Linked DNA regions of Mus musculus: region 2 is linked to region 1. Evidence: chromatin contacts called from public HiChIP or PLAC-seq data. All regions are on one chromosome and are shown on one strand. Each heading gives the region's core, a stretch centred on a gene start, on an enhancer-like site or on the middle of the called end of the contact. The rest is flanking DNA. Distances are from core to core; before and after follow the strand shown. Region 1 holds the start of Fkbp5 (FK506 binding protein 5). Region 2 holds the start of E230001N04Rik (a long non-coding RNA gene).

Region 1 (5,699 bases), core at 914-3,413:
CCCAACTCATAGCTAGCTCAAACTAGCTAGATGAATAAAATGATTGTTCAATCAATTAGTGTAATTAAATAAAAACGAACTGTGCTCTGAAGTTCAACATTTCTGAAGTATAGATTACACCCAAGGCAGTTACCACACAAGACATATCAGAAGACAAAGGGGAAGAAAGCTAAAAACACTCAGTGCTGCTAACAAACCAGTGTCATTATTAACCTTTGCATTTAAAAATAGGTAAACCGGGCGTGGTGGGGCCCGCCTTTAATCCCAGCACTTGGGAGGCAGAGGCAGGCGGATTTCTGAGTTCGAGGCCAGCCTGGTCTAGTTCCAGAACAGCCAGGGCTACACAGAAAAACCCTGTCTCGAAAAATAAATAAATAAATAAATAAATAAATAAATATAGTTAAAATACACCATTTCTGTAGCACTCCAAAGCGAAAGCTGTGTGGAGAGTATTAGGTTACAGAAATTTATACGTGCTTTAATTGAATAGTAAACTCCCAATAACAAAGGAATAAAACTTTGATGTTTCAACTATCAAACAAAAAAAAAATACCCCCCCCAAAAAGTCAGGCAAATGAGGATCAGCTGGGAGAGTAACAGAAAACGGTTAAGTAAGATTTTTTTCCAAGTCATTTCTTGAATTGATTCAGACACCAAGAGGAAAAGCTATAATTTTTAACAACATATAAAGCTAACAGCAAGAAGTGGGGAGGAAAAGACAAAATGCTTAACCCAAACACACCTTAACTTTTCCCTTGTCCACAGCCCTAAGAAAATGGGATGACAATAGAAATAAACACTCTCTCCTTCCCCTAAAGGAAGCAAAGAAAGTGCCTATTCAACGCCCTGGTCCGCTGGAAAACACACTCCTGAAAGAAGAAGAAGGGAAAAAAAAAAAAAAAAAAATCCCCAAACCACCAGCTCCCAACTGCCGCATGCAGAATTTACTGAATGGCGGCCAAGCGCTGTACACCCTGTCCCGAGCCCCGCCGAGGGCTGTCCCAAGTTCTGCACGCTCTGCTTACGATCTGTACCTTCCAACGCTTTCGCCATGGCTGCAGACACCAATTATTTAAAAAATGAGGCGCAAGCGCTCCACCTGGCTCATCCACAGACGAAGATGAGGAGGAGGAAGATGGTCATAATGCAACGTGCTCCCTTAGATTCATCCCACACACACACACAAAATGCTGGGTTTGGAGTCAAGGACTATGGCCGGAACAGGAGTGGTGATGCCGCTGGGGCGAAGGGAATGAAGATTCCTAAAATAACTTTTATTTCCTTAGTATTATTGAGAGCGGGGGTGAGAGATGAGAATGTGTATCGGAGCCAGTGGTGTTTGTGCTGTGTACACAGGGAGGTCAGAGGACAACTCGCGGTTGGAGTCGGTTCCCCTACTACCATGTCGGTTCCCGGGATCGAACCCAGGTCGTCACGCTTGGCTGCAAGCGGCTGTACCCGCTCAGCCACCTCCGAGACAACTTTTAATTAGCCCTTCCTCCTCAGTACCTCCGAGACCCTCCGGTCACCTGCCTGCCCGGTGCGAGCCGGCTCGGGAGCGGCAGGTGAGGGCGGTGCCCGGCCGGCACGCCCATCGCGCGGCCCCGCGGACGCGGCGGAGCACTCCGTTATCCGCGGGGCTTGCAGGGCTCCGGAAGGCCAAGTTTCCTCCGCGTCCGGAGGGCGGCGTGGCGGAGCGACACGGGGCTCCCCGGACCTGTGGGCTGCGCGGGAAACAAAAGCCGCGCGCGGGCGAGCGAGCCGCCGCCGCCGCGCTGAGGGAGACGCTGGAGAAGAGCGCCGGCCGCTCCACCTCCCACGCGGGGCCCAGGCCTCCCGCGCGTCCCGTCCACGCCATCCCGGGGAAGCCGCGCGAGGGGCGGCAGAAGCGGGACCGCGAGCACGGGGCTGGCTCCGGGGTCCGCCGCGTGCGCGCGCCCCATTCCCGCGGCCATGGCGCCCGTACCTGTCGCCGCGTCCGCCGCCGCCGCGTCCCTCGCTCCGCGTCTCTCCGCCGCCGCGCGCGCCGCTCAGCCCGCCCAGCAGGCCGCCGCTCCGTCCGCACGCTCGGTCGCTCAGCCGCGCGCCGGACACCGCCGCCGGAGACTGGCAGCGCCCGCAAGCCGGCTAGTGCGCCGGGCAGCGCCCGCCGTCGTCCCGCCCCCGCCGGCCGCAGGACCCACCTCCCATAGGGCCACGGGGCTGCCAATCCGCCCCCAAAAGGCGCGCGGGCTGTCGCTCCGCCCGTCCCGATTGGTGGCCGTGCACTGCCTATGCAAATGAGGCTCCGCCCCGTTCGTTTGCATCTCCGCCTCTTCACCGCTGCCCACGTGTCTGGCCCTTGCCCTTTGTGGGGGCCGGAGAAGAGGGATGGAGGAAGCTGACTGACACCTCGCCTCGTCGTCCACTGCCTCCAGACTAAATACTGACCAGACAAGCGTCTGCCTTGCCTGTCTGTCCACCCAGCCTGCCCTTCACGAGCTGCAGAGGTCGGGCCATGCTGACCCCGGAAAATAACCTCCTGAACTTGAAGATGCTCCTTAGAGACTGGGAAAATGCGATGTAGCACCTAGCACCTCTCTCTCTGGACACCCAGTGGGCGTGAAGATGTCGCTTTCCCTTGAGGTTTCTGCCTCTCCAACACAGCAAGCAGCCCAGGTGATGAGGTCAAAAAGGAACCCAAAGGATGGCTGTTGAGCTAGGTCAGCTTCGAGATGGCACCCCCTCGCCACGTCTGGGTGACTCCTATAGACGCTCAGGAGCTGCACCTGGGGACTTGAACTCTAACTGTTCGGTTTTTAAGAAGATTCTTAGAAGAACGTTTATGATGAGTGTTTCGCCTGCTGGGTGTGTGTGTGTGTGTGTGTGTGTGTGTGTGTGTGTGTGTGTGTGTGTTTACTATGTGAGTGCAGTACCCAACAGAGGTCAGAAGAGGGCATCGAATCCCCTGTCACTGGAGTTGGAAGCATCCTGTGCTCTCCCAGCCTCTGGGAGAACAACCAGTGAGAGCAACTGCTCATAACAGCTAGGGAATCTCTCCAGACCCCCGGTTGGTTGGTTGGTTTGTTTGTTTGTTTGTTTGTTTTTTGAGGGGAGGAGAAACTATAAAAGTCCCAATTACCTATGGAATATTTTGTAGCCACAGGAAAATTCCATGTTTCCTGGTTCCATGTCTGCTTTTATTTTAGTTTTGGTTTTTTGTTTTGTTTTTTAAGATTTATTTATTTATTATTATATCTAAGTACACTGTAGCTATCTTCAGACACACCAGAAGAGGGCATCAGATCTCATTACAGATGGTTGTGAGCCACCATGTGTTTGCTGGGATTTGAACTCAGGACCTCTGGAAAAGCAGTCAGTGCTCTTACCCGCTGAGCCTTCTCTCCAGCCCCTAGTTTTGGTTTCTTTTGTCTTGTCTCACTTTAGAACTTATGAAGATACATGTCACCTTGTATGGTGATATATATCAATGTCCATATAACACATATGATATATATCAATGTCTATCACCCACATGGTGGTATGGTCATTCCTTCCCTATCCTCAAAGACCTCTACAGAAAAGATAAAACTGATATAAAAGATACCCCACCCACCCACTCCTCTTGGATAGGGGTCCTTCTCAGTCGCTTGTCTTTCCTCAGTGATTGGAAACCTCCCTTAACCAGCCTCCAGGGAGTGGCCGCATGAATTCAACAACACGCTGTGGGTGGCAACTGTTCTGTTCGCTAATGCCAGTTGGTTAAGCATCTACTTTGCTTACTGAAAGCACGAGGTATGTGTGGGGGAGAGAACATGGAGGTGAGAAGGCACTGTTCCAGTTCCCAAAGCCTCCAAGCTATCAGACAAGGACAGCCACACCTCAGAAATGTTCCGGGGATTGTGGCACGTGTCCACAGAGAAGGAGGAAGGGCTCTTACCAGGGAAGAGAACCAGCATTCCCCTTCCGGAGGCTTCACGAAGAGGTCACATCGAACCCACTCTTTGAAGATGGAAAAAGGCTTTGGCCAGACCAAGAGCTGTGGATAAGGGACAATCATGGACTCCGCGCGCCATGTGGCAAGGGATAGTAGCACTTGAGCTCATGAGGCACACAGACCTGGAATGGCATAAAGAACTGATCGAACAGCTAGTGGCAGTGTGGGCCAATCGGCAGGGTGGTGTGGACTTGTCATGAATTCTAAGACGAGACTCTCCCGGGGGGGCCGGGGATTGGGGGATTGGGGGGAGAGAAAAATCCCAGGAGACAGCCAGGCTGTGTTGTAACACACCACAGTGAATATCAACGAGGGCTGTAGATACAGCTGCAGGCTTCCCCCCCCCCACCCCCCTTCTAGGCCTGTGTCTGTGGGGAACAGTCAGTTCTTCAGTTTTGACTACAACCTAGCTAGCTCCACCCACTCCTCCAGAAAAACCACTCTGACCACCAAATCCACCTTCCTCGATCATTTCCCCTAAGCGTTGATGCCTTTAGAACACAAAGACACCTGGCTGTGGGGAGAGGGGCTCTGACCTACCACAAGGACAGTTCTTTGTAGGTCCTGTCACCACAGCTGGCTTTGTGGGTGTGTCACCTTCCTCAGTGACACACACTGAGAAAGGCCCCATGCTCTGTTTAAAGTGCTGCAGTGGTCATCTTGACATAGTAAGCTTTCAACAAGGGGCTCTGTGTGTTCTTTTTTGCACCAACTGTTGCAAATTACACAGCCACTGCTTAGAGTCTTTTTGTGCCCAGGTTTGCCTGTGATAGAATTCAAACCACATCTCCATCTTAAAGTACTTGGTGTCTGAAGAGTTTGTTCCCACAGCATGGGTAACTCGATGCTCACAGCTGTAATGTGACATTGATTTTTTTTTTTTTTTTTTTTTTTTTTTGGCCCTTGCTTATTCATTGAGGGAGCTGCAGATTGGGGGCCAGTGAGATGGCTCAGTAGGTATGGGGTCTGCGGCCAAGCCTGGCGACCTGAATTTGATCCCTGCATTTCATAGAAGGAAAGAAGAGAAAGAACTCTCGAAAATTGGCCTTTGACCTCCATAAACTCACCATATGGAACACCCATCACCCCCCAAACACACACACACTTCATACACACACTCTATACACACAAAGAAATAAGAGAAAGACAGACACAGAGAGCAGCACACTGGAAACTTCTCCAGGAGGCCTTGCTAGGAGGTGGGCAGAGGTTATATTCAAACCCAGCCCAGCCAAACCCTCCTTCTTCCCACCACAGATCCCCAGCTTAAGAGGAGAACCTTTTCCCAAGGCACATGGAGGAGGTACTGTAGGAGGAGTCGGAAGCCGTGGTGAACTCTGCCATGGCGTGGCTACCCTTTTAAATGGTTTGTCCTCCATGTTGTAAAGGTCTCAATCATAGCTTGTATGATCGCTCTCCCCATCCCCCCTCTCCCTCCCTCCCCTCCCCCTCCCTCTCCCTCTCTCCCTCCCTGCTTCTGAGACTCCAGTCAAAGCACAGGGTTAATTTCCCTACACCCCTTTTCTCCTGTGTTTTCTGTCTTTTCTCCTCTCCTGACTTTCTCTGTTTCAGCTCACAAATCCCTTTTCTAGTTTTGTGGGAATTTTTTTTGGCGGGGTCAGGGGTAGGGCAGTCAAGGTCTCACTGTTTAGGACAGGCTAGACAAAAACCCATGGTCCTATTTTTTAAAAAGATTTTTTAGATTCATTTATATATATATCAC
Region 2 (5,699 bases), core at 2,377-4,876, 37 kb after region 1:
AGGGACACCCTGTGCCTGGAGAGTGCCAGGCTGGCAGGAAGGGGCTCTGTTCTCTGCTGGATTCCGGGAAAGGTTTTGGCAGACAGCACAGGCCTGGGTTCCAGGGCCTTCCAGGCTGAAGTTTAGGGGAGGGACCCTAGGCTGCTGAAGTATCTCACCTGGGCCTACTGTTCCCAGACCATCTGATTGCACCATCTCCAAGCTCTGTAGCTGAAGATGAGGGCCAACATGGGTCCAGGCTAGGGACCACCTTTCAGCACAATACACATTCCAGCTGACCCTTGCGAAATCATCTGGGAGAGATTTAGCCCCGTTACACCCCAACCAGCAGCTATTCCAACCGACAACCCACAGGTCTGTCCCTGGTGCCCATGTTTGCTGGTGTCAGTGAAACTCTGACCTGGACACGCTCAGAAGGCAGAGGAGCTGACAATGTCTTCCCCATCTTTGGTTCTCTACCAAACATTTGCCTTCCCATGACCTACAAGTGACCGACTTTAACTGACCATGTTCCTAGCCCAGGCACATCCCCATTGCCCACTGAGGCCCAATCCCCCAAACTCCCTACAGTGGTAGGCTAATTTTTAGGGGGCTGTGGATTAAATCTAAGGTCTTACCTTACTAGGCAGGCAGTTTACCACTGAACAAAATCTTTACTTTTAATTTTTTTTTATTGTTTTTATTTTTGTTTGTTTGGTTTTTTTTTTTTTTTTTGAGACGAGACAGGGTTTCTCTGTATAGCCCTGGTTGTCCTAGAACTCACTCTGTAGACCAGGCTGGCCTCGAACTCAGAAATCCACCTGCCTCTGCCTCCCAAGTGTTGGGATTAAAGGCATGCGCCACCACTGCCCGGCTACTTATAATTTTTAAAAATTAAATTACTGGGTGTTCCCAGCCTCCTCTCCTCTCTAACACCAGCACTGCCTCTCCCTTGCTTGCCAAGAAAGAAGGGGGGATAAGCAAAGAGGTGCCCTCTGTGGTGGTAAAGCCCCCAAGAAACAGCTGGCTACAAAAGCTACTCCCAAGATTGTGCCCTCTACTGGAGAGGTGAAGAACATCATCATTACAGGCCTGGTTGGTATCTGGAGCTGGTCGGAAGCAAATGAAGTCCATCTAGTTGGCCTTTTTAAAGACACCCACCTATGTGCTATCCAAGTCAAACTTGTAACAATTGTGCCAAAAGAGAGCCAGGTGGTGTGCTGTATATGCAGAGAACATGCTCGCCTTTAATCCTGGCATTGAAGAGGGTTCTCTCTGATGTCAGTGTTGGATCTGTCACCAAACATCAGGTTCTCCTCTCCACTTTTGCTTCATTTGTTCTATTTATTTGTTTGTTTGTTTGTTTTGAGACAGGGTTTCTGTGTATGGCCCTGGCTGTCCTGGAACTCACTCTGTGGACCAGGCTGGCCTCGAACTCAGAAATCCGCCTGCCTCTGCCTCCTAAGTGCTGGGATTGATTAAAGGCATGCAGCACCACTGCCCAGCTCTTTTTTTTTTTTTTTTTCTTTTCATTACTTTTCCCAGCCCCTTCTCTCCAGCACCATAAATGCCACCTTTGGCCCAAATGGTCCTGCTTCCTAACCCAGGCTTTTCCTGGCTCCTTCCAAACACCATTTACTGTGTATGTTATCACCTTCAGCCAAACACACTGGGTACACTGGGTGCTACCCTGTGTGTTCCCAGAGCAAAGGCTGGGGGTTTGTCCTTGTCAATTCCAGCCTACAGGACTGAGCACAGCCCTGCCGCACTGGGAGAGGACATCAGATGTTCTCAAGTGACCCAGCCACCCATTTGATTCAACAATTCCCCTCACCTTCCTCTTACTCTCCCTCTCCTCAGTTGGTATGTCCAGTCCCACCCAGCGTAGCACCTCCCTAATGCTCTCCCAGGTCGTCTTCTTTAAACATATACCGTGTACTGTACCTATTTAGTGAGTGTGGATGCAGGTGTAACATGGCTGAAGGTGGGAGTCACAAGACAACTTACAGAAATAGATTCTTTTTGCCATGTGGGTCCTCAAGACATCAGACTTAGCAGCAAGCACCTTTACCTACTGGAGCTGTCTTGCTGGCCCTTTGTCCCTATTTCTCACTCACCTCAGACTCCTCAGAGATTGGAGGAAGGAGCCGCTGACATTAAAGTTACCCTCAGGGAGTTTGTGCTAAGCTTCAAACACTTGGGGGCACAGAGTGAAAAGATAGCAGCTGCTGACATACCTGCTCCTGTGGTACAGCGCCACAGACAGGGGCAGAAGGCGCAGGGGAGGGGCTGTGGACATGAATAAATTGGTACAATGCTTGCCAAACATGGAGAAACATGAAGGAGACCCCAGCTCCCTCCATCCATGAGGTGGGGTGGGGATGTGAGGTACACACCTGTTATCCCAGCATTCCGGAGATAGAGGCAGGAAGATCAGATGTTTAAGGCTATTCTTGGCTAAATAGAAAATTTGAGATCAGCCTGGGCTAGAGATCTTGTCAAAAAAAAAAAAAAAAAAAAAAAAAAGCCTTTGTATGGCTGAGCCACTAGTTAGGTGTTCTTTGCAGGAACAGTCTCTGTCTCTGTCTCTGTCTCTGTCTCTCTCTCTCTCTCACACACACACACACACACACACACAGGTACTGTGATCCTACAGTCACCTCCCACCTCCTGACCTACCTGGGAATGCACCTTCCACGGGAGAGGCTCTGACAATCTCAACTCTATTTTGATCCTTTTAAACAGCCTCCAACCTGTTCTAGGTTTTATTGCTTAATTATGTTCTGTGGTATCCTCACCCCACCCCCACCCCCCACCCCCGTTTCCCTGTAGGCTGTAAACTCCTTCATGACTGGGTTAGGGGCAGGATTGTTCTTTGATACCATTTAATTATAGTCTAAAAATGAAGCCAGGCTTCATACCCACAGGCTTGGGTCCCAACCTGGTTCCAACACTTAGCTATCTGGCTTAGGGTCCTGGTTCCAACACTTAGCTATCGGGCTTAGGGTCCTCTGAGAGCTCAGACTCAGTTCCTAGGCTGTAAAAGGCACCAGAAATACAACAGGGCAAAGATCACAAGACCTAAAATGCTGGGAAGGAGTTGGTACGTGGTGAGCATGGAACACTTTGTCCTCCTTCCCTGAATAGCTGAGACCTTCCATGAATTAGAGAACCAAGTCTTCACTGATTAGTGCTCGCTCTGGGGTACTTGACAAGAGAAAGGAGACACTGAATAATTACATAGCGCAGTGGATAAAGGTGCCGCCAAGCCTGACATGAGTTGGGGTCTCACAAGGTAGAAGACGAGAACCAACTCCCACAAATTGCCTGCCCTCATATCTCCAGATGCACGTTATAGCACATGAGCCCCAGCCCCCTACAGTAAATTTAATAAAAAGGCATTACATCTATCCCAGGATCATATCCTGGGTGCATGGCCACTCCACCCGGCTTAGTGACAACCTGTGAACCGCAGACTTGGTGAGAGAAAAACAGTCCCTAAGAATGGCGCCAAGCATAAATATCTGTTGAATCAAAAATCAAGCGAGTCAATAAAAAAGCAAAGACAGAAACGTCCCACCCCGCCGAGCCCCCAGCCCAGCCGCACCCTGTCCTGGAGCCCTATTAAGCCATAGTCCCCAAAGTCCGCTTGTCTACAGCCCCGCCTCCGATTGCCTTGGAAACAGTGACGTTAATCGAGGGGGTGTGGCCTCTCTCCATCCTCTCAAACGTTGTGAGCCGCGCCTTAGCACAACCTGGAGGGGAAGATGAGGTTAAGGTTGCTGGGTACTCCCCCGTTCCTTAGGCCGGAGATAGCTAAGCACACCGGTCTGCGCCCACGAGAGAGCCCACCTTGCGCTTGCCCTTGGCAATTTAGCGTAAGATCGCGAGAGTGCGGGCCTGGGTCCCCGGGAACCGCCCCTGGCGATTTAGGGGGCTTCTGGAGACTGCAGGCTTGGGTCCTCGGAAGACCACCATACTCTCCACCCTCGACGTTGTCCTGGTGGGCGCAGTCCTGCGCCTACCCGGGCACCCCAGACTCGCTGCGCGCCCTAGGCGCGGGCGGGAAGGGGTTAAGCAAGGTGCTGGCTCGGGGCGCGGCTCACGGCGCGTGTGGAGGAGGGGAGCGGGGAAGAAAGTGAGAGCGGGGGCGGGGGACCCGAGCGAAAGAACATCCTGTGCCGCCGCCGGATGCGAGAGGCGGGGGCGCGGGGGAAGCTGGGCGATGCGCTCCGCCCCGCGCTCCTCCTCCCGGGCGCTGCCCGCTCCCGCGCTTCGTACTGCTTCTTCTGGTCCCCACGCCTTCGCGGGTCATGAGCTTGCCAGAGGGGCCCCTCAGCTCGAGTTCCCCGGCAGGGGTAAGCGCGGGGAGTATGGGATCCGCTGTGAGGAACGGGCGCCCCCCTCACCCCCCAAGCTTTTTCCGCTGCACACTGATGGCGAGCTGTCCCCTGCGCAGCGCTAGGATCGGCACCTTCTCTGAGCCAGTCCTGCTGCCAGTACTTTCAGGACTAACACAGAAAAGCTGGTTGTGGAATTCGAAGCCCTCACACTCCTGGGATTAGAACCGGAATCGGTCGGGCCGCAGGGGGCTTTTCACTGGGAATAGCGAAGACTCAAATCCCTTAGCTGATAAGGCTCGGGAGAGAGGCCTCTCGGAAGTCATGATAGGCGCTTGCCGACACAGTTCGATCCCCAGGTCGCACAAGGTGAAAGGCGAGAGCCACCGATTTACATAAATTGCCCTCTGACCTCCATACATGTGCCTTGGACACCCATGCTTGGGGAAGCCAGGTATGGTGGCTTTGAACCCAGCACTCAAGAGGCAGACGCAAGAAGATCTCTAGTTGAGGCCGAGCTCTTGGACTACTACATAGACTGGGGAAAAAAAAAGTTAAAAAAAAATATGGGGGTGGAGGGAGCTAGCTATCTAGGCAATGCTCTTTACTTGATCCAATCAGAAAAGAGCCTCACCAGCAGATACAATGGCGCTATTAATGTCAGCTTTTCAAAATACAGGCTTAGCACCAAACTGCTATGTAATGATGACCTTGAACTTCTGACCACCCATACCTCTACCTCCGGAGAGTGCGGGCAGGGCATGGGGGGCGAGGTTACAGAAGTGCAGCACAGCCGGGTGTATAGCAGACCCTCAACACCACCTGGAGCCCTAAGGACGCTGAAACACCCGTGGCCCACGCTTGGTTGAGGAGAATGAGGAAGTGGCTTTGGAGTTCCACGGGTGGATGATGGGCCTTAGGGGCAGCAGCTCAGCGAAGTGGGCTCAGGGTATGTACCCTGGTTTGTCGCTAGTGGAGGCATTGAAGAGGTCTAGGCTTGCCTCCTGCGCTTGAACCTCGTGGATCCTCATCATGACCGGTCAGTATGTGTCATGCTGCTTAATGCGCAGGTTCAGCCTCCACAGGCAGCTCCACGCGGCGGATCTCCATCCACGTCCCTTTCCACGGTGGACAATGTCAGCTAAACTGACCTGCAAGGAAGCCCTGGATGATACCAACCCCAGAAGTTGAAAAGCTACCACGGGGTGGGTGCTAGGGCGGGCTGTGACTTTGTTGGTAGGGCCCTTCAGTGCATGTGGCCAGCCCTGAGTTCAGTCTCCAGCGCCAAATAAAGCAGACACAACGCACTCAGGAAGATGGTGGACATGGTGCTGGGAATTCAGGGTCATCATCAACTCTGTAAGCAGAGTGTGAGGCCAG

What was found. HiChIP or PLAC-seq counts read pairs in DNA pulled down with a chosen protein or histone mark.
Region 2: a contact with region 1 is called in an H3K4me3 HiChIP or PLAC-seq map of the SCID.adh cell line, with 165 read pairs. The contact joins the promoter of E230001N04Rik here to the promoter of Fkbp5 in region 1. A contact is called at or near these places in 26 of 39 promoter capture datasets (the 3T3-L1 cell line, 3T3-L1-derived adipocytes, the C10 cell line and 14 more), 10 of 15 datasets of contacts at CTCF or cohesin (CD8 T cells, the NIH/3T3 cell line, embryonic stem cells and 5 more), 248 of 484 Hi-C or Micro-C datasets (3T3-L1-derived adipocytes, the 63-12 cell line, 8-cell embryo and 116 more), 58 of 115 datasets of contacts at active chromatin or transcription factors (the 230-238 cell line, CD4 single positive thymocytes, CD8 T cells and 35 more) and 5 of 9 other capture datasets (adipose tissue, embryonic stem cells, liver and 2 more).

The regions. Positions count from the first base shown.
Region 1 is chr17:28,483,986-28,489,684 of GRCm38.p6, forward strand. It overlaps Fkbp5 (FK506 binding protein 5), which reads right to left and starts at 2,164. Exons shown (of 11, transcript NM_010220.4): 1 at 1,967-2,164.
Region 2 is chr17:28,519,030-28,524,728 of GRCm38.p6, forward strand. E230001N04Rik (a long non-coding RNA gene) reads left to right here and starts at 3,627. Exons shown (of 2, transcript XR_385504.4): 1 at 3,627-4,337; 2 at 5,390-5,699.